Linked DNA regions of Mus musculus: regions 2, 3, 4 and 5 are each linked to region 1. A link is a contact called in public Hi-C, HiChIP or PLAC-seq and Micro-C data. All regions are on one chromosome and are shown on one strand. Each heading gives the region's core, a stretch centred on a gene start, on an enhancer-like site or on the middle of the called end of the contact. The rest is flanking DNA. Distances are from core to core; before and after follow the strand shown. Region 1 holds the start of Dmrt2 (doublesex and mab-3 related transcription factor 2). Region 2 holds the start of Kank1 (KN motif and ankyrin repeat domains 1). Region 3 has its middle 95 kb from the start of 1700048O14Rik. Region 4 has its middle 46 kb from the start of 1700048O14Rik. Region 5 holds the start of 1700048O14Rik (RIKEN cDNA 1700048O14 gene).

Region 1 (5,830 bases), core at 1,018-3,517:
GAGGAAGTATAAACTCCAGGGTTCAAAAGTCTCTCTAGGAGAAATCCTGACTTCTCACAACAGAACCGCACCGCACCGCACCGCACCGCACCGCACCGCACCGCACCGCACCGCACCGCACCGCACCGCACCGCACCGCACCGCACCGCACCGCACCGCACCGTGGGGACTGCTAAGACCTCTAAGCATTCTCTGGCAGGTCACATAGTCAATAGCCTTGGACTGAGGGGCCCTTAACTCCGCTGTCATATTGGTCTCATCCGGAAAATGGGCATCAAGTTCTGCCTAAGTATCAAGGTGGGGCGACACACAGTGACAGCACCGCGTGCTGCTTCATCCTGACTGGACATCAACCGCTCTGTCAACCACCTTCCTCCCTCCCCAACCACCTGCAAAACTAAACCCGAAAATATTTATTTTTATTGACTTTTCCGCGATGTCCCAAATGGACCTAATTCCTTTGCCTCTCAATGCTTTTTGAATAGGAGACTTTTTCAGCACTTTCTGCATCGAAGGCCACGGCTTTCCCTCCGGAACCCCGCAGGCTAGCGAGACAGTGTCTGAACCTCTCCTGCCAGGCGATCTGAGATCGAGGGTCACTGGGTTGTGTGAGTGGAAGCCCAGCTCCTTGCTGTAAGGGACTCCCTCATCCTGCCTGGGCGCGCACCCTGGAGACCTATCCCCAGCCTGTCGGCACCCACCTCTGTGGCCTGCTGCCTCCGGAGCGCCACCTGGGCGGCCATGACACGCTGGCGCTCCACCACCAGCAGGCAGTTGGCGCACTGGCAGTCCCGCCAGCGACAGAATCGCTTGTGGCCCTTGAGACAGGATACCACGCCGTGGTTGCGGCAGCGTGCGCACTTGGGTGTGCGGCTCAGTTTGCGCGGCTCTGCGCCGCCACCGGCGGTGGCACCGCGCTCAGGGGCGGCGGCGGCGGCTGGCAGCGCCTGAGCAGCAGGCGGTGGCCTGGGTGCCAGTCCCCCGGGCTGCTCTGGCCGGCCTGGCACCTCCGAGGACACGCCGGGCTCCTCGCCGTCACCCTCGTCCTCCACATCTTCATCCTCCTCTTCTTCGTCCTCGTCCTCCTCCCCATCGGCCGCCGCCGGACTGGGTTCCTGCGGCGGCGTGGCCCGCAGTGGAGTCCCACAGCTATCTTCCTCCAGGTCTAGGCTTTCCACGTCGATCTCCCAGTCCCCGACTCCCGGGACTGCCTGCCCTTCCGTCATGACACTAGACTGTCGTTCGGCTCGGTTGCCCGCGCGCTAGGGAGACAGAAAAAGGCCTAAAGACCCGTCGCAATTAGGGACCCTCTCTGAGACTCGGCCCAGAATTTCTGCAAGGCCAGCTTTCCCCCTTGAATTACTCAGTTTTCTTCTACAGGCCACACCCGAGATCCACAGTTCAACGAAGCTTGTATTTTACTAATTCTAAGTGGTCTGTGCACCTGACCTTTAACCTGAGTCCTGTCTGCCTTTCCAGACAAGTCACCCACTGACCTTACTAACTGGCCAGTTTAAGCCACTTGTCAGGCTTTTCCACAGCCAGTTAACATGGCCATGATAAATATAAAAATGTCGAAGGTACAACTATCTTTCCTTTTATTACAAGGGACCTTGAAACCTCGTTTTCCAAATGTCTCTCATTGACCTACACCACCACAAAGACTCTAGAGAGGTCTTCTCGTCCCTCCGGTTCCCCTAAACCGATGCTCTATATAGGACACACACAGGGAGTGGGGGACACAGCCATGAAGCTGAAGAAGCTGGTCTGGTATCAGTAGTGCTTGAGCCGCACAAGGTTGAGGGAACTTGATTTTCATCTTTAAGGCAAGACAACCAGAAACAGAAAGAAGCCGTAGTGAAGAGTCACGCCCCGTGCCCTCCCTGGCTCCCGAGCAGCGGCGACAACACAGCACTCACCAAGAACCAGGCTCAGGCTAGCAACCCAGTTAAAAGAGAGCCAGCTTCAGGATCTGTCCCCCGGAGCTGCAGGCAGTGGGAGCAAACAGAATTGGGTCTGAGAGCAGGAGGCGGGAGCCCACTGGATGGCGACCGGGGGACAGAGGCCGGAGGCGAGTCAAGGCCTCAGCAACCTCACCCCGTACATTCCAAATTCTGCAAAGTTCTGTTCGGTCCTCTGCACCCTGGATCGCCTCACTTCACTTCCCACTTCTGGTCCAAAGAGGACGGAAAAGGTCCGGCCCGGACCCAGGACTCCGCCTCAGGCGCACCCTGCTTGCTTTCGGCGCAGAGACACTCACTGCAGTCGGGGACCTGAGCTCCCCTTCCTAGTATTATCCACCACCCACCCCCACCCCGAGCTCTGCGTCCTCTGATTGGTTGGTTTTCAGGCGGTGTGCACGCCGATTGGCCGGAGCACTAGGGCTGAGCGCCCTCCTCCTCAGCCCAGTGGAAGCTTCCCTTTAGCGCTACTGCGCCGCCGGAGTCCACCCGCCAGCCTTCGCTGCAGCCGGGTCCCTGATCCAGAAGCTAAACCTAAAAATGTGGGCAGTGGTTGCGGCGGAGCAGTCGCCTTTTATCTCGCCGACTAGAGAACAAGCTGATTCTCGTACTCTTATACATCGCGTTGTTCTCGAGAAGGTAACTAAGGGGTAGAGATCAGAAAGGTTAGCGTTGATTTCTATCGATGATATCATAATCTCCGGTGTTTAACCATCGACCGGCAGTTGGGCCGAGAGAAGAGGCCACTCTAAAGTGGGCACTCTGGCATCCTTCTCTCCGCACGAACAAGTCCATGTTTATCTTGCTGGTCAGCGCCCAGATGTCTTACAAATATCTGTAGTTTGTGGATAACTCCGAGGTGCAAAGCAGTTCCTTACTTCCATAGAGCTTGCGAGGCAGGTGGCAGCAACGACTACAGCCCATCTACGGTTTCCTGTTATCAGTGGATAGCACAGTCCATTCTGGGAGCAAATAGAAATAAACCACGCCATTAGCAATTTTAGATACAAAAAAATATTCAATCTAAGCAAGCATTTATACAAAAACTTTTAAAACGTAGCAGCCTTTTAGCATGTGTGAATGAGTGATTATCAAGAAAACTAACTTTCTTCTCTCTCTCTCTCTCTCTTTCTCTCTCTCTCAAAATACCCTTCACAAAAATGTTTGAAACAAAGTCAAATTTCCCACGAATAATAGAGAAGTCCTTTAAGCAACGCGACAGTCTATTACCTTAAGCTAAATTTAAAAATCCCATCGATGCTTCTTTAAAGGGTTCTCCTTAAGATCCAGCCCTCCGCAGGAAGAGCGGGTTAGAAAACACATCAGAAAACAGGTTGTCGATTTCCTGGGCACGCGCTACAGTGGCGATGGATATCTGTTGATGGGAGAAAATTTCGGAGCTGATTCTTTTCCTCTAATCCGAACCTGTCAGAAAATTCCAAGTCAACCAAGCTCGCCTAAGTGAGAACAAAGACCAGCTGCCTGCCTGCCTGCCTCCCTGCCGGAAGCGCAGGTATTCTCAGGCCCTTGTGAGGTTGAACGCTTCCTAATATCCAGTTAATGTATAAAGATGACTTTCTATATGTTCCTGTAGATTTTTTTCTTTCAGTGTCTCTGGGGGCCTTGAGGGGCGACTTGTTAGCTTCAAGGCTCCCCACTGAGGCAGCGGGGGAACTAATCCTTGGTACCGGTTCCTCAGCACCCCCTAGTTTCCTCATTTGTGGTCTTCCTTATCTAACTTAACTCGCCTAATTTTTTTTCTAACCTGGGTGGGTGCGTTTAAGTTCTTGACTACAGTAGAAACGTGTTTTCTAACCTTCGTTTTCTCCAGTGATGAAAGTGAGGAGTCCTGAAATTCCCATTGTCCTTCGGGAAAGCTGGGGACCTGGTCAAGAACCTTGGACCAGGATAGCCCTCTGCCCTGAAGGGACAGAGTGAGGAGTCCTCGGCTCTCAGCCGGAAATGGTCGCAGCTGGTTTGCCACGGCCTCTTGGTTATTTGTTGTTCTTGTTGTGGTTGCTTTGTTTTTGTTTTCGTAGCTCCCTAGCTGTCTTGCAACCCTTCAGATGTTAGCACTTGGAGTTAGGGTTAGAGCCTCCATGACAGGATTAGGCACTGGTCTTTTGTGTGTTGTTTTGTTTTTGTCAAATCATGCTGAGTTTTCTTCCACGAGAGCAACACCGAGACACACACACACACACACACACACACACACACACACACAGGAGACAGTCTTCTACCTTTGCAAACAGGCAGTCTGTGCGCATCTGCCCTCCGATTGAAAATGAACTATAACTCCACCACTCTACCCTGCCAGATCATGTGGATAACGGGCTAGGTTTTTATTCATGGCTTGTATAGCCCCTAAGAAGATAGAAGATAATTAGCCCTTCGCAAGTAATTTTAAATATTAACAAAGTTGAGAAAATGGGTTCGCTTGCTACCAGATGGCAGAGAGTAGAGCCGGGAGGGGAGCTTGTGAGTAGCTGTTTCCTGAACTGAAAGTAAACAGGACTAGGGAGCCCAGGAGCCTTTGTACTGGGCCAAACTTTAAACATCACTTGAGGAGGAGACAAATAACATTCCTGTGTATGAACCAGTCAGATGAGGCCAAAACAGGGAAATGGGGTTTGGGGATAGGGAGCCCTAAGACAGGGGACTAGCCCTTGGGAGTGTTATAGGGCAAAGACCAGGCTCTCTATGGTGGGCAGACTAGAAAAGGGGTGCTGAAGAGCCAGCCTACAGGCTTAGCTAGACCTCTAGCAGGTGGATACTCCCCTCTGGGAAGGACATCTTCTCCAGCACCCCAAGGACAGGTGAGGTGGGGGGAACAAAGGGCAATAACTTCATTGCTATCTAGGGATCCCCTTCCCCTCCACTTCATCTCTTTCCTCTGTGTGACCTCCCTCCTTATACCACCATCTGTGAGCTTCAGGACACGCAGCTGTAACCAAGAGCCTGTTGAATTACATCCTCTGGTCTTGAGGCCCTCCAGGGAACCACTTTCCCACCAGCGGCTGGAAAGTGAGATGGCTCTAGCGAGGAAGGTGGGGATTTACCCTAGGACAAACTTCAGGAAGTCCAGGACACTCCCATACTCTTAAGTGAAATTGTGAGTGCTTCTTCGGGGGGGCGGGGGGGGGAGGGAATAAATGGCCATGCCTTTTATTGAACCGCCAACGGATTCCAGAGTTACACAAACTCTTCAGTAAACTAAATGTTCAGGAGAAATAGGGGTGAGGACGCCTGGGCTCCAGCTGCTTATCCTAAGGATTATGCGACTTCTGTCCTTCCCCCCCCCCCCCCGCCCCCCAGCATCTTGGGAAGAGTAACTTCTCCTGGCCTGGCATAGGAAAACTTCAACTAGCAAGGATAGAACAAGTCACACTGTGAGATCTCCAAAGCAGATGTCCAAATCTCCTCTCTTCCAAGGGGGATAGCACTTGCATCCAGCAAGAGCCTGGCTTCTCTTCAGCCACTCTTTAAAAAGACCTTTAAACACACACACACAAATCCCTAAAAGGAGCCTGAAAACCTATACCAAGCCACAAACACAGGTCTTTCCAGTGCTTTCTGAGCTGTCACAAGGCTCAGTTGCAAGCTGTGAAGAGTTGGATTTCTTCCCCTACTGACCCACAAGGGTGAAGATGGAGCATGCCCTGGCTTGCTTCTGGCTCCCTTCACCTAACACACACACACACACACACACACACACACACACACACACACACACCTCTACACTCTTCCTGCCCCAGCTTTATTTGAGCCCACCAGCTGATGAGCTTGTCCTCAGACAGTCAAAGGGAAGGAGCAGAAGGGGTAAGGGGGATCTTTCCTTGGTAAGCATGGCTTGTCTGCTTGCTCCAAAC
Region 2 (5,785 bases), core at 2,552-5,051, 440 kb after region 1:
TTTGACCCCTGCTTCCTATTCTGGCTCAGTACCTCAGTTCCTTCTCCTTGCTAGGAGCTCAGGGTTCCTCCACCAGAACTCTGCATGTCATAGAAAGAAATATAATTATTATTTACCAAAGTTAAAGGCTATCACCTTACTCACAAGCTTTCCCATAAGGGAAATTTCCACTGAATTCCAAGAGAGGGAAGAAAAGAAGTTGCAAGCCCCAGCTACACCAAGCAGCCACACATGGATCCCAGCCCCCCAAGTCTTCAAAAGGAGCCCCCACAGTGTGACGTGCAGGAGGCTTTCTTCCTATAAAGCCAAGTGTTGCCCTGCCTTTCTGTTGGCTCTGTTACTTGGAATCTTCCTGAAAAAGAGTAAAGAATGGCACACCACTTCTGCTGTCCTGGAAACCAACAGTACGTCCCTGTCCACTGTGGAGGCCCCCTAGAGATGCTCAGTGGCCCTCAGCTCCCCTAAGATCCCTTGAAGATCAGCCCAAGACTGACAGCTCTCAGAAACTGCTCCTAAGCATCCACGGAAGAACCTGATTCAGAACTCAAACATAAACAGATAAAATAACCCTCAGTCCCGAGCTAGAAGTTGCTGAACTTTACATTTTTGCATACTCTTTCTGGACAAAGCAAACAAACCAACAAAACCCGACTTTATAGTAAGATCCTTCTTTTTATCTCCTAAGGCCCCTGGCTCAGAGCCTCTGCCACAAAGTAGCACACAAAGAAAAACTGAACGTGACTGCTCAATAAAATTGCCACTTACTCTATTTAAAAGGAAGACATTAGGGTCGCCCTGGCCATTATCTTCAGAAATAGCATTTCAACCCACAAGAGACCCTGTCACTGTTACCAACTGAAAGATGTCTTTACTCAATTCTGTACTCGGTTCAGAGGTTCCTCAGCTTTGCAGGGAGCAGTGTAACCCACAAGGATTCAGAGACACACAAAGGAGAAGTCTCAACTACAAAGCAACCAAGTATGAGAGGAAAGCTACACACAAAGATGATTCCTGCAGCATCACACACCATGCCAAAGCATGGATAAACATTCCCAATGACAGGATGATCACGGTCCCTTGAAGGCACACCCAGAATCATCCCAGAACCTGCACCAACCATGGCGACCGACACAGCTCTGCAATCCCAGCACCTGGAAGTTCAAGACGATCCTCTGCTAGACAGTGAGTCTGAGGCTAGCCTGGGCTACATGAGATCCTATATCAATATATCAATATATATATATATATACACACACACACAGGTTTGGTGGTATTTTAATAACAATATTTCAAAACTATTAAAATATGTTTAAGAAGCAATATAAAAGTACTAGAATTGTGATTTTATATTAGCAGAGGGCACCACTGTTAAATCTCCTGTTGTAGTTTAAGGCCAGTATAAAGCGCATTCACACTGCTGATATCAGTATAATCTTAAAAAAAAAAAAAAGAAAAGAAAAGAAAAGGAAAGAAGAAGAAGAAGAAGAAGAAGAAGAAGAAGAAGAAGAAGAAGAAGAAGAAGAAGAAAAGAAAAAACTACTTTGGAAATCTATTTGACAGTATCATCTAATCTAAACACTAGCTCAGAACTCCTAAACTTTGCTCCTATTCCCAATAGACATGTATGCACATACATGGACTCAAAGTCCCATCCTAAAATGAATTAAGTGTGGTACAGTCTCACAATGGAATACTACACAGCCGTTAAAAGGAATTGTCTCCCCAAACCTTGGCTTTCTCCCCATCTAGACCCTTCCTCTTCCATCCTCCCTTGTAAAAAATGTCTCCTAGTTCCAGGACAGCCAGGGCTATACAGAGAAACCCTGTCTCGAAAAACCAAAACCAAACAAACAAACAAACAAACAAGAAAGATGTCTCCTGAGCTCCAGTACACATAAGATCATCAACCTAGTTTTTGATGTAGCAATGCCTGTAGTTTCTTTGTAGCCAGTTTGGGCAACATTTTTTTTTAGACTTTTTTTTTATATATATTTTTATTAGGTATTTTCCTCATTTACATTTCCAATGCTATCCCAAAAGCCCCCCATACCCTCCCCCCCACTCCCCAACATTTTTTTAAAAAGTACTTTTAGGCACTGGGAGTGGAGCCCAATGGTAAAATACTTATTTAGCAGGACTGAGTTGGAACCCCAGTACTAAAAACAATCCTTGCTTTTAAACTTGAAGGGTCTTTCCCCCCCCCCTTTAATCTCTCTCCTTTGTGCACTTGCAAGCTCTGATTTCTGTAGTCTTTCCTTGTCTCCTGTCGCTCCCCCCAATTCCACCCCCTCCTCCCAACCCCCAACCCACACCCATCTCCAGAACTCACTTTTGCCATAGTAACTCAGTCAACTAGCACGACCTGTGGAGGAGGCAACCCTCGCTCAGAAAGATCACCAAAGGCCCCCGTGGAAGCTAAATGAATTCCCAGCTAAGTGAATGTCTGCACGGGCAGACAGACACTCCTCCATCCTCACCCTTTTTAATCTCCCCAATCAACTGACACACTTTCCCGCAGCCGCCCTGCTCAGCACTTTCCCAAAATTTAGCTGTAAAACAACCGAAGGTTGATTACGTGTCTTCTCACTATCTATCTATCCCTCTTACCCGAGGGAAGAGACAGAAACAGCAGCCGCTCGGTCCCGGAGATGGTTTTTGTGGAGAGGTGGGAGCGTTGTTGATGGCATAATTTTATTATTATATGAAAAGCCAATGACTCATGAATTTTAAAGTATATTGATGTGTATTACATCCAACTTTTAAAATAAAACTTAAATAGATTAAACATTGAAGAGCCCAACAACTTACTGGAGAGCGATGCACGAAATGAGAAACAAGATAACTAAGTACCGCATAAAAGCCAACTCTAACAAACTCGCAATTAACGCAAGGAGGCTTTGGTTCCCAAGTAGCCCAGGTGACAACCAAGGTCACTGATCCGGGGGATTGGCATTCCTGATTAGTCTTGGGCTCTCGGTCTGATTCCATACTTTAATTAGACGAACGGAGAGGCACCTCGGGAGAGAAGTGCAGAAAACAAGCGCTGGGGGACGCCACAGAACATTGCCAACGCGAACAACGAGGCCTGCGCCGGGTCAGCCGCGCGGAGTCAGCTCAGGCCGGACCGCCCGCGAAAAGTTGCCTTTGAAAGTTGCAAAGGGACCTGGTGAGGGGGGATGAGACTCACCAGCTCCGCGGCTCCCGAGCGCGGGGTTTCCCACGTACCTGCGCGACCAAGTGTGCCCCGGGACGCTGCCACCCGTCCTGCTGGACCTGACACTGCAGGTCCTCAGGAACTCAAGCAGGTCCCGGAGCTTAGGGCGGCCCCTAAAGGCCGCACCCACCCCTCCCCCACGCCCAGACCCTGCAACACCAGCTAGGGCCACCTGCCGCTCCGGGACCGGGATAAAGGAGCACTAATCGCCGCTTCCTACTGCCAGAGGGTACACCAATCTTACCCTGGGACGCCTCGGAAAAGGGCGCTGCACTGCACTGCACTGCACTCCGGCTCCGAAAGGACGGCTTAGTATCAAAGGACCAGCGCGCCCCACTCCAGGTCGGGAGGCGCCGCCCCCTCGAGCGCCAGCGGTGATCCCAGGCGACTGCTAGCCAAGGCAACCCCACGGACCTTCCCAGGGCAATCTCAGGGCCAGTGTCGCCGTGCGCTCCAGCACGCGCCAAGAGTGTGAGGCTGGGCACCCTGTTGGCTCAGGGTAGAGTCGGAGTTCAGGCGCCCCAGATCGTCCCTGCAGGGGACAGGAGCGCAGCGTTGCCACTACTCACCTCCAGCGCCGCGAATCTGGAGCTGGCACAGGGCGGGCGGCTCGCGGGGAGGGACCGAGAAGCGCTGGGCGGGGCCTCGGGCAGCGCCAGACTCAAACCCCAGTTACACTAGATCGCGGAGCAGAATCCTGCAGTGGCCGTGCAAGAGTAACTTGCGGCTGCCGGGAGCCACCGAGTGCAGGGACACAAACCGGCTGCAGCTCTAACCGAGAAGTCCGCAAGGCACCGCGCGCTCTTTGTACCCGAGAGCCGGCCGTGGAGAGCCCAGTGCGCCTGCGCGCCGCCGCGACTCTCCTAGGCGCACCTCCACACCACTGGTTCCTACCCGCCCGAGCGACCCTCCCATTCGCCCTGGAGGGGGTTCGGTGCGAGCAAGTTTTCGACCTTGGGAGCTGGGCGCGCCAGGAGCAGAGTAGCACCCTAATAGCGCCTGTTACCGGGCGCCGTTAAGACGTTGGCTTGGGAACCTGAATGGAGTAGGAGACTCGAGGTTTCAAGTCCGCTCTGGAGCCGATGGAAAGTTCCAGCCAACTAGCAAGCCGCAGGGACCTAGATTCATTCCTTCCAGCACTCCTAGCAGAGTGAGGAGTCTGGAGTCCAAACTGACAAGGCCTGGCTACAGGGTGTGGAGCACAAGAAAGAAGTCACTTGTCCCTAAAAGCTTCATCAGAAGAAAGGGCAGTAGATCCACAAGAGATGAGTTGGGAACTGAGGCACAAGTCCTCTTTCAAGAAGATGGCCAAAGACAGAGAGTCCAGTGATCAAAAACAACATAACTGCTGGGGAACATAACAGAAGCCTGGAAGCCGGGCAGTGATGCTGCATGCCTTTGGTCCCAGCACTTGAGAGGCAGAGGCAGGCGGATCTCTGAGTTCCAGGCCAGCCTGGTTTACAGAGTGAGTTCCAGACAGCCAGGGCTACACAGAAAACCAAAAAGAGAAGAAAGGGGGTGGGGAGAAGAGGAGGAGGAAGAGGAGGAGGAGGAGGAGGAGGAGGAAGAAGAAGAAGAAGAAGAAGAAGAAGAAGAAGAAGAAGAAGAAGAAGAAGAAGAAGAAGAAGAAGAAGAAGAAGAAGAAGAAGAAGAAGAAAAAATCTGGAGCGAGGAGGATCCTTTGCTAAATAGCAAGTTCCAGGCCAGGCTGAGCTATATGAAAAATGGGTATTGCTAAAACAACCATAAAGACAGATTTGAAGGTTCTGATCGTCTCGATTGTTTCGTGCCCACTCCACCACACACACACACACACACACACACACACACACACACACACACACACACACAGCACCCCTTCTCCTAGACCAGACTGTTAGAACAAGCAAAAGGCAATGGGTAACAGAGCAAAAGGTCTCCTCCTGGGAACCTCAGTTTCTACATGGGTTAAGAGGGTCCTTGGATTCAGTAGATGGTGTGGGAGACACCACTCATACAGGATAATTCCTGAGAAACGTGCTTACAGGGAGAGGATCGGAACCATGGGATTCCTGTTTTTCAAATGTCCTCACCTGGCTAGCTAGACTGCTCAGTCAGTGGGCTGTAAGTTCAGGAAGACTGGCTGCCTTAGTAAATAAGGTGGGAAGCCGTCCAGGAAGACATCTGACTTCAAGTTCTGGCTTCTACATGCTCACATGAGTATATATGTTCATCTGCACACACTAGTGTGCCTACACATGAACATACATACATACACATGCAAAAAAAATAGTTTGTAATGCCTACCCCTCCAGAATTCCAAGTCTTGACTTCCCCTTCATTTCTCCCTCCTTACATTTACTCAGCAAGCATTAAACATATAGGATCTCAAAGAGTGGGCCGATGTGATCAATAAAACACAGCAGGCCCAGTGTGGTAGTGCAAGTCTTTAGCCGCAGCACTTGGGATACAGAGGCAGATGCATCTCTGGGGGTTCAAGGCCAGCTTGGTCTCCAGATTATTCAATGCTACACAGTGAGACCTTGTCTCGGGGATGAAAAATAGATTCAATTTTCAGATTTATATTTGAAA
Region 3 (5,400 bases), core at 2,009-4,508, 470 kb before region 1:
TCATTACAATGAGTCATGGGTCTGATTCAAGGTCTGTGGCTTCAATACAAGATTTTAGCCTGTTGTGTGATATCCCTGTGTCATGGAGATCCTGCAGCTTCGGTTCTGCAGGCATGGGTAGCACAACAAGGGCATGCATGAGCCAACCTGAGGGAATGAGGCAAGAGAACTGGCCCACATCTTGCCTGGGCTGTGTGAGAGCCAGTCTGCACCTCACCTGGGCAGGAACTTATTCTCTGACTTTAGAGGGAAAGAAACACTTGCCCTGTCTGCTTCCAGCGATACTAAAGCATCAGAAGACACAAAGACATGAAGTGCTTTGGAACCTTCAGAGCCTCTGCAAAGCAGGAGCCATCAGTAGCAGTCCTAAAAATATCACTGTATCCAAGGTGAGAGTTTATGGCAGCAAGCAGACTTTGTAAAAGTTTATCTGGTACACAGTTGTAAAAGTTCATACCTGTATACCGAAGGGCAAGAGTCCAGTGTAAAATTCCCTGCTCAACTTTCATCTTGGTGATATAAGGGTCACCAAATGTAACTTTGATTTGTTTCTGTTTTCTCTGTGAACCTTAGATTTCCAGGAACTCAAAAACTAAAGGTGATAATACCTGTCATATACCCCCTTACACACACACATACAAACACACCACACAAGCATATACTACACACACATACACTACACACATACCACACACATACACACTATGCACACACCAAACACACATCAAACACACATGCGCACACACACCACATACACATAGCAACACACAGAGAGGACAGAGACAGAGACAGAGAAGTGGGAGGGAGATCTAGTTAACTTTGGATATAGTTAATATTCCTGAAATGAAAAGACATTCAAATAATTTAAAGAGAGTCAGGGGAGAGAAAGAAAGAAACCACTGTTGACCTCAACTACTAACTTCTTCTTCTTTTCTTTTTCTCTTCTTTTTTTTTTTTTTTAGGAAGTAGATAAAAAATAATCTGAAAGAGAAATGGAAGAAATGCTAATCAATGTATATAAATAACGTTATATGCAAAAGTTTGGAGGAATTGATCCCTGGACTTGGTTACACATGAGAACATTGTATTTTCCTTATTCATGCATTATGAGTTAGGTAGCAGTTTGCACATGACTGTTAATGCATATCTAGATACTAAAACTCATATTCATAAACACCCTGTGACACCCAAACTGATGCAATAATAACCTTTTGTTTGAACGTAAAAGAAGGAATTTTTCCCTGCCCCTTTTTATATTTTTCTCTATTGGGATCACCAACCTGTAAAGAAGGTTGGTTGTTATATGTATACTGTGTGGGGGAAATCAGAAAAAGCTGAAAAAATTAACAGTCTTTATCTATTTTACCAGTTTCACAATTGCCATTCCCCATTGTAGGAGTAAGGTCACATAGGTATTTCAAGGGACTCAAATCACGTTTTGGGGTGAGACACACATGTTCACAATTTCCACTGTTGATGACTTCCTGTTACATATGTAAGTCAAGGTGATCCAATGATACTCCTCAGTTATGTGCAGTCTGTTGCATATGCATCCATAAACCTATTGAAATATTATTACAATTTCTAAATGAACAATGTTAATGTAACTATATGAGGGATCATTGTTGAAGGTCAGTATGAGTCTTTCTTCCCTGGCAACTCTCAGATTTCTTTACCGTTTTAGCAGCTTATAGGTTTCCCTTCTTACTGCACTCTTATTTACTAAACCCTGTTTTCTGTTTATACCATAATCTAACAAGTGATCGAATGTCTGCCATTTGACATTCATCATTCTACGACTTTTCTTCTATTGTTATAAACCAGATCACCACACTATGTGTGGCTTCCAGCAATGCATTGCTGTTTGCTTTCATTTCTAAGGGTAAAAGTTTCGGGTGTGGCCTGAGTTCTGAGACCAGCTGCATGTGACCTGCAAGGGCTGAGCTCTAGGTAGCCTTACCTGGAGCCAAGAGTTTCGGTCTCATCCAACAAAAGAAGAATCCAGCTCCTTGTGGTCATATGACGGAGGCCCCTTTTCCTCTTGGCTATCAGTTGAAATTCACTTTCAGTCCTCACCATGTGTCCTCTTTGAGGGTAATTGACTATGTGGTCTTTTCTTTGAAATCACCAGGAAAACAGCTATTGCTCTTGCTCATTCCTTTTAAGGTCTTCTCTAATGGCATCAGCCTGGCTGCAGAGAGAAATGCTCACACTTGAGTAGCTGAAAGTCAACTCAGTAGGAACCAAAATTATACCTACATTGGTAGGGTGAGGGAAGTGGCTCAGTTAGCCAAGCACCTGTCCCCTAAGCACAAGGACACAAGAATGTAAGCCCAGAACCTCAACATCTGTGTAAAAACCCCGCATTGCATGACATGTCCGTGACCCTAGTGCTGAGGATGGGACAGATCCCTGGTTTACTGGCCAACCAGTTCAGTTAGGTTCAGGGAGAGATCCTGTTTTAAAGAGTCATGGGGAGAGTGATAGAGGAATACACTGAGTGTCAACTCTGGCCTCCATGCACATACACATATGTATATACACATAAGCATGTACTGTGTATGCTGTACACAGCTAGAAAGACATACAGAATGTGTCTGGCTGTCTTGCTATAAAACAGGTCATAACCATGGTGGTGGAGAAGGGAATATCCCTCCACATTCTCCAGTTCCCTTTCATATCTGAGGAGCAAGGATCATGACAACATGTGTACTAGGGTGGAAATTCTGACGAACATCTTAGGATATTGCCAAGGTCACATATAACTGAAGCCAAATTTTACTCTAATTGATAAGAACTTTTTCTATTGTTTCCCTGTCCAGGATGCTGGTATTAAGCATCCATTTCTGATTTACTGTTGTCACTTTTGACAGTATGGGAATAGAAAGAACACTTAAAAGATCCAAGATATATATTGAGTGGGTCTTGGAAGTTGATGAGCCTGTTCTGTCACTATCAATGGTGCTGCCGAATTGCCAGCAGGAGTGCCCTGGGCATGTGTGCTGAGAGGATGATAAATATAAATAAGAGAGAGTTCCAAGGAATGCCAGAATCGGATATTAAAACCAGACAAGTGATGGAGAAAAGGGCTAAAGGAAAGGTTCGGTGGAGAATTGGTGGCTTCAATTACCTAGGAAACCTTACCAAGAAAACATAGCATGAATGGGAAGTACTCCACATTCAAGGATGTAGCATAGCACTTTGTCAGTAATGTCAGCACAGCTAAATGCATACCTGACTGGCCATTGTACAGTAGAGGTACTGAGCAAGCCTTTCAGCTTGGAGGAGGTGGCAAGCACAGGTAATAGAAGAGGAATGAGCTATCTAAGCCTTTTACTAAACAAAACAAAAAGGCAAGGCACGAGAGGGTGTGTCAAGGTCAACGGGCTGAGTAAAGTGAGGTTTGAATGAGGAGGTAGCTTAGGAATTCAGCTAATCAGAACAAAAGTCTGGGCACAGCCACTCAAAAGAAAAAAAAAGGAGAAGAAAAGGCTGGGTTATATTACAGTAACAGCAAAAATACAGAAATCTTCCACAAGAACCCTTAATTCTTTCTCATCCATTCTTGGGGTTATAGTCATCTGTTATGATTTGCATAGGAAATGCCCCCCACCCCCACACACACACTGTCTATTGCTTCTTTTCCAGATGGTGGTATTATTTTATGAAGCTGTGGAACTTTTAGAGAGTGGAGTCGCACATGAATGTATGTCTGGCACTACAAGCAGGCGTTTTGAGTTGTATTCATTTGGTTTTTGTGTTTCTGGAGATAGAGGTCAAGGCTTGTGCATACTGGACAAGCTTTGATTTAACATCCTATCCCCATGGGGCAGTCCTTTGAGGGTCATACCCATTGACTACCTCTCATACTCTCTGCTACCCTGTTTGCCCCCTTGTGACCAGTCTTGCTACACACCCTGATGGCTGCTGGCAGAGCTGTCTCTCAGGCCCTCCCCATCATGAGAAACTGAGACTCTCAGAAACCCTTGAGAGTCTTGAGCTGTTTCTGTCACATAGTTTGGACACCGTAAAATAAAAACAATTGCCACGTTGCCTTTCTAAAGCAACCATCCTCCATGCAGCCAGTCATCCGTTTAGGTTGACGGAGGTTCCTTTTGGTTACTGCTGACCCCTTCTGCGTAAATGTCCTCCTCGAGGCTGACAGACACTGTCTAAGTGGTGAGGATGCTTTCTTGCCACATTATTATCTCAAGTAAGTCATATGGCCATCTGTGAAATTAGGGACATTATATATCCCTGTAGGTCTTAGTTTCCTTAGTTAAGGTGGGCAGTTGAAGTAGAAAGCTAAGGGTTCTTTGGAAACTCGGTTGCGTTGGATAGTATTATGCTGGGGCAAACACACGAAGGATGTTTTCCTGAAGTGGACACAGGTGAAAAGCTAAGGCAGACTCGTGAAGCAACATTTTGTTGAAGCAGACACAAGAGAAAGGATGTTCTGCTAAGCAAGCAAGTGAAAGGACATGTGATGCAGGATTCTACGCTAACAACACACATGTATTAGTCTGCCTTACATTGCGTTGTAGTTGAGCTACATTTGTCTGAACTCCTTAGAAACATGCCAAAAAACTCTCTAGTGGTGAGCTGCAGTTTCTCGCCACTTCCACAAACTCTGGCTGATTGGCAGAGTGATGTCAGCTGAGACAGACATGTGTGCTGTGGTAAAGCATATGATGAGGGAAGACTCTGTGGGGGACTCATGATTTGTAGGGTATAAATAGGACTCTACGGACAGTGACAGTGGCTGAGCTAGGCTTGCTTTTAGAGCTATCTGTGCAACACTTTTTGGTCTCTTGGATTCTCTGATCTAGGCTTTGCTAAGAGAGGCACAGTAGAGAACTTCTCCTGGTGTTCCTCCAGGTCCCTCATGCTGACACGTGCCAAGGATGAGGCCTGGCTGTCTCTGCTACGTAGTGCCACTGCTGCTGATTCCTGGTTGTTATCCAGACGCTACCAAACTGGACTGCTGGTCCATGAATATATATATATATCCATGAAGTGTTTCCAAGTGGACTGAGCTGCCACTGCAAACCTGTGAACTGAACTGCCTATTTCCAGACAACACAGATGGGAGTTGCTCCAAAGAACCATTTCCAAACAGGTTCACTTCCTCCATATGCTTTCTTTTCCACTGCCTCTGGTGGGTGATGGGCTAAAGGGGGGAGGGGGTGTTAAAGCATTTAAGAACCATCATTAAAAGTAAACTTTGAAAAAGAATTAAAGTTACAGGCAATAGTACAAAGCAGGGTTTTATTATTCGGACTTAATGAGTAAGTACACTGTTCACGTTCTGTGTAGAGAAGATGTTGGGTAAGGGGTAGCCACCATTACTAAGGCACAGAACTTGGACTCAAGCAATTATTCCAGGGTCACATTATGAGT
Region 4 (5,619 bases), core at 2,019-4,518, 420 kb before region 1:
TTGTGTTGGAATTTTGGTGGGGATTGCATTGAATCTGTAAATGGGTAGAATGATCATTTTTGCTGTGTTAACTCAATCCATGTGTTAAATCAATCCATGAGCATGGGAGATCTTTCCATCTTCTGATATCTTCTTCAATTTCCTTCTTCAAAGATTTGAACTTCTTGTCCTATAGGTCTTTCATTTGTTTAGTTAGAGTTACCCCAAGATATTTTATATTATTTGGCGCTATTGTGAAGAGTTTTGTTTCCCTGTTTTCCTTCTTAGCCCATTTGTTCTTTGTATATGGGAAGGCCCAACCATATCCTATAAGCAGGCAAGATTTCCAGTGAAAAAATTTGGGACACCAATCCAACCATATTTGTCATGTCAGCATGATGTGCTGGGATAAAGATGGCACAGAAATTGTGGGAGTGTCTAAACAAGCCAATGAAATAATGTCTGATGATGTTCTGCTGTACTCGTAGATAGGTGGATAACCAAATTGTCATCAGAGAGGCTTTATCCAAAAACGGATGGGGAAAGATGTGGAGATCCACAGCCCAAATTAGACAGATTTCAGGGACTCCTTCTAAAAGCAGGAAGGAAAGATTGTAGGATCCACAGGGTCCAAGAGCAACACAAAATCCCACTGAATCAATAAATCTGGACTCATAAAGGATTACTGAGATTGAAGCGACAATCAGGGAGCCTGTATTGACCTAGCCTAGGGCTTCTGTATATATGTAATAGTTATATAGCCCCATGTTTTGGTGGACTCCTAACAGGAAGCAGAGGCTGTTTCTGATGTGTTTGCCTGCATCAGACCTTTGTCCTCTTACTGGGTTACCTCATCCAGCCTTAATATGAGGTGGGAAAGGGCTGCCTAATCTTACTGCAACTTGCTATGCTATGTATGGTTGATACCTCTGGGAGGCCTGTCCTCTTTTGAAGGGAAATGGGGGAGGAATGGATAGGAAGGGAGGGGGGATAAAAGGGAGCAGAGAGAGAAGGCAAAACTGTGGTTGGAATACAACATATGAAAGAATTAATTTAGGAAAAGAATTAAAGGAGGAGAAGGGTTGAAATGACTATGCCGCTGGAGGACAGGAAACAAATCAAAAACAGTTCAAGATCCATGCAGGGCATCCCTACACATCAGCTCACCAAGATCCATGCAGGGCGTCCCTACACATCAGCTCACCAAGATCCATGCAGGGTGTCCCTATCATCGGCTCACATTCAGGATCTCTCTTATCTCTCCACCATTCACTTCCCAGTGGCTCCCCCTCCTTTGGATTATGAGTTATTGGAAACTCCCATGTGTCACTGAAATATCTCAGGACACTCACGTGCCTCTTCTCAGCCCCAGGACAACTGTCTGACCAACCCACAACCATGATTCTGACCAAACCATACCCAGCTTGGCTGTATTCTGTTTATGAGATGCCTCCCATGGTGACCGGTCTGCCAGGCTGCAGGGACATTTCTGTGAGGTAAGTAACTTGAGATATGTCTCTACCCCAGGATTACATTGCATAGGCATGATGTTAAATCTTTACTAGCTAAATAGAATCATGTCCCAATACCAAGCTATGCTTTTCCCAAAGCCTGTGGATTTAAAATCTGTTACATTTCACTGTGAGCCATTTACCCCCTCTCTTCCAACTCAACCTTCTCTTCCTGCCCTCCTGCATTCGTACTCTCCAATCAGCTTTTCCCTGTGTTGTATGTAGATTTTCTGATGGTCTTAGCAGATGTAGGAGTTCTTATAAGTCAACATATTCTTCTTAGAGAGAATATTCTAGAACTTATTTCTAAATTTAGTTTACTTAGCCCACTGCCTGGTATGTAGAGTAGCCAAGATGAATATTTGAATGAAGGAAATGTAAAACTAGAACGCAGAGTTTGACAGGAGAACTAGAGGTAGCATTAAAGTCATGAAAAGAACTTGAATCTTACTACCTTTGTATATCTGTCACCTATTTGTCCTGGGGACCGTTGTCCTTTCAGTACAAGCATCTACAACAGATACAATAAATCAGCATAATGCTTATAGAGTTTTTGTCTATTGACACAAGAATCCTTAACTCATCTTGGTCTTAGTTTATCACCTGTCTTCAACCCCGTTCCTCCAGAAACTAATCCTAAGACTAAGATAAGATTTGGAATGAGACTAACTGTAACAGGAAGAGATGCTACAGAAGGGAAGATGCAGCACAAAAGAGTAAGTGCATGTTGGGCCAGCTCTTTGACCATTAACAAGCATTAATTCTCAACTCACCCAGAACTAGTTCCCATATTCCTAAGAGTGACACTGATTTTTCTGAAGAAAGGACAATTTTCATGGGACAATCTCCAGAAGTTACTGGTCAGTGATTCTGACCCAAGCCATATCAAAATTGATTAAAGGGGCCACATCATGATCTCCAGCACTGTTCTCACAGCTCAGATTGCTGCCCTGTTAAACACTCCCTTTACCGCAGACACTCACTGAGGTATGCCAAGCAGCTCCATTTACTAATTATGAGATAACATTCCCTGCAATGAGGCAGGTGCTGCCGGATATCGAGGACCTGTGGAACGAAGTAGCACATCTCCCTGTAGCAGCAGCAACATCCCCATTAATCACCCTGCCAGACACAGAGCTCAGTTGCATTCTCCCATAACAAGCAAACACTGCAGAGGCTGTAGAGCCATCTACAACCAGAGCTAGGTGAACAAAACTTGCAGGACTTAGTGTGGCTTGTCGTGCATTTCATTTTTCTACTCTCACACCCTACATATATACACAAATGCACACAAACACCCCCATCACAATGTTTTCATTCTCCTGTAACACTACCCATATTGTTTCTGCTTGACTGACTTGGTCACTACCATCATAAGACATTTTCTTCTCCATTAATACAGCCAGTGATCATCTATAAAGGAGTAGGAAAATCTACATTTCTCTCCATGTCCTAAATTCTACCACCTCTTCCCCAAATAAATTGTTACAGTCATGAGAAAAATTTTATTAAACAAACAGAAAACAAAAAATCCCTGTGACAACAGAACCATGTCTAATGCTGGAATTTAGCAAGAAGTCAGCTCTGGTTTCATGAGGCGGCACCGAGAGCTTGGGAACATTCTACTGCTAAAACTCATGATGAATGACTCGAGGAAGAAGGGGGTGCTATCTCTGAGGCGCCTTCTCTTTCGGTGTCAGTTTCAGGCATACATAATAGAGAGTGGCATGCAGGCATGTGGGCATGTAGCAAACTTGCTTGTTGACTGACAAAGATAAGCTACCCCCATGTCATCCTGGCACCAGAGAGCTGCTGACAGTGAGTCATGGCTGACTGTGAGAGGGGAAGCTACCAGCAGAGAACGAAATCATTCTGCTATCTCTCTATTTAGCCGGGAGCCATCAGCTCTCTCAGAGCTTAAACAGGTATAGCCACCTGGAAGTATGATACCCAAGCCGGTGGGTTGGTGCTGTCTCACCACTTGCTACATCTCAAGGATGATATAAATAACTTCTGTATATTCTTCTGCCAGGGTCAGACATGATTCATATCTTGCTCAGTTACCATTATAATTTGTTGGCTCAGTGTGTGTGTGTGTGTGTGTGTGTGCACGTTTTTCCATGTGCATGTGTGCATACGTGTATGTTTCTTTTTAAACTTATTAAAGTTGCACACATGACAATCAATTAACCATGAACAGCCCAGCTTATGTGCCCTAAAAGTCAGGAACACTACAGTAGCAGAATCAATATCTGGAAACCCAATCCTACTACATTACTATCATTTGATCCCATCAACTCTGCCCCAACTCATTAATACCAGATATATTCCAGCTTGTATGTAGTCATCCTGTATCTTTGACATCTTTTCATCTGAACCTTCACTCAATTTCTCTAAGTATTTCATGCCACCCATTATTGTCTTGTAAGACAGGGCCTTGTCATGTAGCCTGAGGTAGCCTCTGACTCAATGTAGCCCAGCCTAGGCTCAAACACACAGTCTTACCTCAGCCATTTAAGTTATGAGCTTACAGGTGTGCACTGACACACCTAGCAAACAAACCTAACAACTTAAAGAATACAAACTAAATCTGTTTAGTGATTCATGTTCCTCGATTTGAGTCTATCGTATGAATGTGATTAGGTTAAGCTTAAACAACAAATAAGCACTACTTGATAAACAGAAGTTCACAGGAGACTCATCAGCTACTTTGACTCCTATTTCCCTACAAGAAACATGTCTTAGCACACAGAGCAAGCAGAAAGTCCTGGGCAGGTGAGTCCTCAGTAATAGGGCTTATCAGATGAACCCTTGGAAATAGAGCAAGTTTGCAGCAGGCTGAAGGCTTTCCTGAACTGCTATGACTAGGGACAAAAGCAAGTTTCAAATGGATCAAACTAATGCTGGGTGACTGGACTCCAAACAGGTCCCAGAAATGTTTAAAGAAACAGTAAAAAGATAACAGCATCAGAAAATGCAGAATTCGGGTTGCATTTATCTAAGCAGAAATTAACCAATCTTGGAAAAAAACAAAACAACAACAACAACAAAAAAAAAAACCCCTCAAACTGGAAAATAGGATCCAAAACCAGGAAAAACCATAAAACAAATGAAGAATGATATAAATGACTGGATTGGGCTTAGTGATAAAATAAAAATGAAAGACATAAAACAACAGAAAAGGCTCTTTTTTAGATGAAATTAAAACCAAAATTAGACATCACAAAGGAAATTATTACAAAATTAAATAATAATGTATGCACAGGAATACACATGAGTGGGCTGTGGTGATGAGCAGAACACCACTGTTCTGTGGGGCACCATCACACACTGAGCGATACATGTAGACTTAGAGCCCCTGAAGGAGTTAGAGGTGGACAAGAAAACACGCTGACAGAAATTTGTGAAACTGAAGAAAACCACAAATATACAGAGCCAGAACAGCCGATGAGTCCCCAAGAAAACAAAATCCTCAGCAAGGTTGATTATAACTCAAAATTTAAAATCAAAATCTTTAATTCGACCAAATATGGAAAGATGATCCATTAGATATAAATCATGTCGTGAGAAAAAAAATGGTCTTTTTAAGAATAACTATGAGCCTGGCATTCTATACTCAAAGAAAACTTTCCAAAGTCAAAGATAAAAAACAAAGATATTTTCCTTCATAACTGAGCTGAATTGGGCTCACCTAAAGACTGGATTCTTTAGGCATGAGTCGGAGACACCAGATGGGTATTTGATTCTTCATAAAGGCATAACTACTCAGAAAATAGTAAATTTCGTCAATAGCCATGAAGCATACTTTGCTTGTTTTAGTCTCCTAAAAAAGATGTCTATTTAAAGCAGCAATATTATTGATATAGCTGAAGGTCATGATGTGGGTAGAAATATAATTATTGGAAAAAATAGCTGTAAGAAAAGGGAATGTAAGAAAATGGAAATGTTCTCCACACGTGAACTGTGGCATGTGCCTTACCCTCACACAAGTAATAAATGATAAGAATACAGATTTTTTAAAAAGAATGAGAATGGAGACATATCAACATAGCCTATGAATGTCAAAATTTTTAATAAGGAAAGATTCTAAACAATTAAAAATAAGTAATAGCTCGATGGATTTGACAGA
Region 5 (5,192 bases), core at 1,122-3,621, 370 kb before region 1:
TAATTAGCCTCAGGGTTATCCGCAACATCCCATGATGAAGAAATCAAAAGTATAGGTGATTCAGGCCCAAGAGTGTTTCTGTAAGCCCAAAGCCTTCCAATGCCCACATATCTGTAGATCACTCCACCATGGTAACACACTTCCCCACTGCCACAAAAGGTCAGTCTGTCCTACTCCTCTCTCTAGGAGGTAGAACTTTCTTCTGGAAAATAGGCTGAACTTAGTAACTCACAGCAACAGTACATGAGACAGCAAAGACAGTGATTAGGCTCAGAAGAAACCTGGTAGTAACTCAACCAGGCCATCAAGGTCAACATCATCAGAGGTGAGCCCTGTCAAGGCCATGTGCCCTGGCTGTCCTGCTGTGGGAAGGCTGGGAAGTTTTTACCTCTATGGTTCTTCTTCCAGAGAAACCATAACCCCATTCTACTCATGAAAGTGCAAGTGGCAACCTCAACTAAAACTCATCCTTCAAAACTGCCTGTCCAGTATGCTTCATAAGTTCAAAAACACGGAAAGACTAAAAATGTAATCTGTCACATACTATGCAAGACTAAGACAATTCAATGGTCAAGTGCAATGTGCCATAGTGGATTAGATCCTAGGTCAGAAAGGGGGATATTAGTTGAAAATGAATAAAACTTAAATATGGTGTGTATTTTCAGTAATGGTAATACACCAATGTTAACTTTATGTGTACAATGTTGACTTTCTTGGGAGGTGGAAAAAGAGATAGTAAACTCCATATGCCATTGTGACTTTTTGTTGTTGCTATTATTAGTTCAAGAGTGTTCAAGGTTTAAAAATCAAGTAGTCAGGCTGGAGAGGTAGATTTGTGATCTCATGCCTACATAGCATGCACAAGGACCTGAGTAACATTTCCAAGAGACAAAGACAAAGAGGGAATATGAGGGAGGGAAAGAAAGAGAGTTAGAAAGAAGAGGAAAGAAAAAGAAAATTAAACAATCAATAAATGTTGAATAGGTGAAATGAATAATGATAATTTTATGACATAGAAACTCTATATTATTTATTACAATAGAGTGCCACAGGTAAATGGTATGTTCTCTTATATATGTTACAAGTATGTATTTCATATAATAGGCATGAATAAAATTGTATATAATTTTATATCAAGCAAATTTATATATAACCTATATGCAGAATCTTATATTTATACTGATAGAACACATATACATTATTACATATGTGTGTACACACAACATACATGTGTATGTAGAATACACCAATTTATCATGCTATAGTATTTTATTCTCTCAAAGTATTTTCTCGTAAACCAAAAGCCTAAGTGTGAGTTGTGGTACCATATCAATGTAACGGAAAACACTTTCCCACCACCGCATAAAAGTCAGCTGATCATGAACCTGCCTTTAGATGAGAGACCACAAATGTGGCACAACATGGGGTGAGAGTGAGTGGCAGTGTCAAGTCCCTTGAAGGCCAGGAGACCCAGATGAGGACCCCACAAAAGAGCATGGAGGGTTGGCCATCACACAGTTAGGAGTTCCAATTCTGTTAGTTGACTCTGCCACCTTGAGCAAGTGATTTGAACCTCCTGAATTTCTGACCTTTCATCCATAAAGGACGGATGGCACTCAGATCCCAAGATCTTGGCAGAAATTAATTAGTTGAACCTGTAAAAACCATAGCTCTGATGAACTTTGGCACAGCAATGGCAGACCCTGCTGTATGTCTCTCTCACCAGTGTGCAAAGAGTGAAGATGATAGAGTGTTCCCAAGTGGAGTGAGAGTTTGCTGATCTGGGTTCAGTGCTACCAACCAGGAAGGGTTACAAAAAAAAAAAATCCCCCTGGAGAACTGAAATTGTGTTGATGTGCTCAGAGGAGAGAAAAGAACCTAAACTGCTAATATACGAGTTCTACCTAACTATGCACGGGTGCTACCCCAAAACACTGGCAAGGCATTATATAAACCTGCATGGTTATATTACCTACGTTCTAGTTACTTGTTGATTGAGGGCTGTGTAACAGGCAACCCTAAGACTTACTTAAAAGAAAGAAGAAACAGGATTTGTTTTTATTTCAGATCTGCAAATGGGCTCCAGTTAGATGGAATGTTTTGGTTTGGTTTCCCATAGTGTTAGCAAGTAGCCCAGGTTAATGGGTGTCACAATGACCAAGTTGGGTCATCCACACATGTAGGAATTGATGAGCTGCTGGTGAGGACCTCAGCTGGAATTCTGCCATGATTGAGCTCTCTGTGAAGGCAGACCATTCTCACAACATGTTGGCTACATTCTAATGGTAGGCATCCTAAGAAAGAGAGCCAGATAGAATCCAGGCCTCTTGTGACTTAAGCCTTAGAACTCATACAACAGGTCCTGGAGTCAGTGGAAGAGCACTTGCCTACAATGCACAAGGTCCTGGGTTCAATTCGACACTACCAACCAACAACAGCAAAAACTAAAGGTATACAGTATCTCCTTCACCATGATATTCCCTCAAAAGTAGTTCTAAAGGCTATAAACTCCTAGAAAGAATGTAAATAAGCCCACCCCGGACTGTGAACTCCATAAGGTCACAAAAACATATCAGCCTGAAAATATTGTGGTGGCCACTTTTGAAAAATACATTCTGTCACATCAAAAGAGTGACTGATAATCAAGTTAGCCAGATGAAAAGGGACAGTCAGATATTTTCATGTCATCTACTAACAGAAAAGTATAACATAACAGAGACTGGCAAGAATGGAGCATCTCCCTGACAGACTGTCCTTACATCATTTTCAGAACTGTGTGCCTTCCTCTCTTCTCTCTTAATCTCTATATGCTTATTACACTCTTTACTTCTACCTGGAGACTAGCCTTCTCCTGCTCATTGGCTAACACAAGGTCTAAAACTTTATGCTTAGCCTTCTGTATAAATGGCTCTGTAGTGCTCTCCTCATTCCTCCACAACCCTTAGGAATTCCACACAGGCAGCCCAGTGTGCCTTGCCACCACTTGTGGCTCTTTTCCCCAGTGGCATCCCTGGCCTTTTGGTCTTCTTAGTCCACAAGAAGGACATGTGAATTAGCCTCTCCAGGGAACTGCTCTTAGGCCACAACCATCCCCAGTTGACCAATAAATACCTCAACTTCCTTGGAATAACTTAGCACACATTCCACACTGGCTATTCCAGTCCCTGTAACAGAACTGTGTTCCAAAATGGTTCCTTTGTTGATGAGGTAGGTGAGTCTTGTTGCTATCTTTTTCTTTCCTTCTCACTTTACCACATCCCAACTGATGTTCACTGACATCTTCTCTTTAACACACTGCTGCACTTAGACACCTGTCTTGGAGTATTTGGTGGTGGGGAGACAGACACTGGCATATGCCATCCCTTCAGTTGGCTCAAAGTTAAGCCCCTAGGGAAATGGAATGATTGACCCAATTTCAGTCATATGACCATTCCTCATCAAGTCTTCTATAAACACGAGAATGAGTCATGGAATAAGCAGGGCTTCTTGGGCCTTTCCATCATCAAAGGTCATAAGTGGGAGCAGTTTCTGAAGAACGAACGGTCTTATGGTAGAAAGGCCCTTAGATACATGGCCTCCAAATTCAGCACAGTGCATTTATTTGTACCAGACATCCAGAGTTTCCTGTATAGCCAGACACTGTCACCCAAATCTTATCAAAGGTTTTCATGTTAAGAGCACAATGCCTGCCCTCTCCTGAGATCCTGCCTGTATTAGAAATATAAAGCAATGTCTTTTATGGTACCTAGACATAGTGAACTACTAATTATATGGGCTTCATTGTGGTAGATACTCGCATGTGCTCTCTGATTTTATTCTAACAATTACACAGTTTGAAAAATGAACAGATAGGAATAGTTTTTTAAACTAAACACATTTTAACTAACAGTTACATTTTGGCATGGCATTCATATCACCAACACAGCATATTATTAGAATGATTTGTTCCATCATTTGAAAAGTCCTTAAGAAATAAAGTCAAATGCAAATCTAATCAAAAGCAAAAACGCTATGCAAGTCTGCGTTCACCTTCTTTGTTACCTTCCCCCCTCAAACAAAATTAATTACAAATACAGTAATGAAATTTGTTTGGGGCTATTGATTCTATAGCCTGACCCCAGAATGCATTTCTAGCCAACTGGTTACCTGAAAAATGCTAATGGTAATACAGACCACACTCCCCACCAAGATGTGTTTTATTATTAAAAATTAGGCTCACGAAAGGGAACTGGGTATTCATGTTACAATAGTTCCAGCTGCCTGTTTTCGCTGTCACTGTACTCAGAAGAGAAGAGAAGCTTCCTCAAGGTCTCTCAGTGCTTTCCAGGCCCAACACGAAGCCTTTCTTCAGCCACAGCCACTATTTCTATCCAGTTCTCCCTCTCCTATTCCTGAGCATGTGGACAACAAGGGAGGCTTCCTGAAGAGCATCCCACAGTAGTGCCGGGGTGATAATGCTTGAAGAAGTCCCAGACATACAGATCCCCCACTGGCCAGGCCAGTGCTGAATTCCAAGCACAGCTGAGGACACTGTCACCTTGCCACAGTGACACATTCTGATTTCTGACCTTGGAAAGAAAAAGCTCTTCTCAGGCCCAGACTTTCCCAAGAATTCAACCTCTGTCCCAACTCTCAACCATGAGGGCACATGGCAGTATTTCTCCCTCTGTCTAAATAAGTACTGAGGTAAAGAAATGACAATGTGACAATGTGCAGGGAAGGGTCACAGGATGTCCACCCCTTGCTGCCAGGAGCACCAAGTTGCTATGTCCAGCCACTTGAAAAATTATTGTTAACTCTCAGCTAAATTAATCATAATCAAATCAAAATGACAGTCAGAACTATGACAGTGGGCTCTATCTAAGCAATGGTCACTAGCCCACCAGGATGGACAACAAGGTGGTACAACCACAAATAAATCCCGCAGAGGACTAATATGAAGTAACTAGAAACACAGAAAGTTGAAAAAAATGTCCCAAGTGCACTCAAACACATCTGAAAATTGCACGGAACATCTGAGGACACCTGGTATTGAAACAAAGGACAGCTTTTAGGTAAGAGCTAAGAATGAGAAACAAAACCAAGTACCAAATACATTAAATGCCATTTAATATTTAAAAGAATGACTTTTCTACACCCACACCTTGGAATGTACAGACACACCTTCCAGATGTATTTGCCTCTCAGAAAGA

Evidence for each region. Hi-C and Micro-C count contacts between places; a contact is called where the count stands out from the background. HiChIP or PLAC-seq counts read pairs in DNA pulled down with a chosen protein or histone mark.
Region 2: a Micro-C map of embryonic stem cells shows a contact between it and region 1, with 2.5 times the contacts expected there. The contact joins the promoter of Kank1 here to the promoter of Dmrt2 in region 1. A contact is called at or near these places in 2 of 39 promoter capture datasets (hippocampal neurons and pre-B cells), 2 of 484 Hi-C or Micro-C datasets (both in embryonic stem cells) and 1 of 115 datasets of contacts at active chromatin or transcription factors (stem cell-derived neural progenitor cells).
Region 3: a contact with region 1 is called in an H3K27ac HiChIP or PLAC-seq map of embryonic stem cells, with 10 times the contacts expected there. The contact joins the enhancer-like site here to the promoter of Dmrt2 in region 1. A contact is called at or near these places in 4 of 39 promoter capture datasets (cranial neural crest, embryonic stem cells and hippocampal neurons), 4 of 115 datasets of contacts at active chromatin or transcription factors (embryonic midbrain, embryonic stem cells, forebrain and 1 more) and 1 of 9 other capture datasets (embryonic stem cells).
Region 4: a contact with region 1 is called in a Hi-C map of muscle stem cells, with 3 times the contacts expected there. The contact joins the enhancer-like site here to the promoter of Dmrt2 in region 1. A contact is called at or near these places in 3 of 39 promoter capture datasets (frontonasal cranial neural crest, hippocampal neurons and neural stem cells), 1 of 484 Hi-C or Micro-C datasets (muscle stem cells) and 1 of 115 datasets of contacts at active chromatin or transcription factors (forebrain).
Region 5: an H3K4me3 HiChIP or PLAC-seq map of stem cell-derived neural progenitor cells shows a contact between it and region 1, with 18 read pairs. The contact joins the promoter of 1700048O14Rik here to the promoter of Dmrt2 in region 1. A contact is called at or near these places in 12 of 39 promoter capture datasets (the 3T3-L1 cell line, cranial neural crest, embryonic stem cells and 6 more), 10 of 484 Hi-C or Micro-C datasets (cranial neural crest, embryonic fibroblasts, embryonic stem cells and 3 more), 7 of 115 datasets of contacts at active chromatin or transcription factors (craniofacial prominence, embryonic stem cells, forebrain and 1 more) and 1 of 9 other capture datasets (pancreatic islet).

The regions. Positions count from the first base shown.
Region 1 is chr19:25,668,848-25,674,677 of GRCm38.p6, reverse strand. Dmrt2 (doublesex and mab-3 related transcription factor 2) reads right to left here and starts at 2,267. Exons shown (of 4, transcript NM_145831.3): 1 at 1,920-2,267; 2 at 702-1,262. The coding sequence starts at 1,226. It overlaps 2610016A17Rik (RIKEN cDNA 2610016A17 gene), which reads left to right and starts at 2,439. Exons shown (of 2, transcript NR_045347.1): 1 at 2,439-2,600; 2 at 3,233-3,544.
Region 2 is chr19:25,234,991-25,240,775 of GRCm38.p6, reverse strand. It overlaps Kank1 (KN motif and ankyrin repeat domains 1), which reads right to left and starts at 3,801. Exons shown (of 14, transcript NM_181404.6): 1 at 3,459-3,801.
Region 3 is chr19:26,138,774-26,144,173 of GRCm38.p6, reverse strand. No RefSeq gene overlaps it. Among named protein-coding and RNA genes, the nearest start is that of 1700048O14Rik, 95 kb to the right of the region's middle. Within about 2 kb of position 3,258, at least 7 of the 459 cell types and tissues checked have an H3K27ac peak or open chromatin away from gene starts, as enhancers often do. A contact at or near this core is called in embryonic stem cells, where this site is marked.
Region 4 is chr19:26,089,235-26,094,853 of GRCm38.p6, reverse strand. No RefSeq gene overlaps it. Among named protein-coding and RNA genes, the nearest start is that of 1700048O14Rik, 46 kb to the right of the region's middle. Within about 2 kb of position 3,268, at least 7 of the 459 cell types and tissues checked have an H3K27ac peak or open chromatin away from gene starts, as enhancers often do. A contact at or near this core is called in muscle stem cells, where this site is marked.
Region 5 is chr19:26,043,626-26,048,817 of GRCm38.p6, reverse strand. It overlaps 1700048O14Rik (RIKEN cDNA 1700048O14 gene), which reads left to right and starts at 2,371. Exons shown (of 4, transcript NR_166756.1): 1 at 2,371-2,450.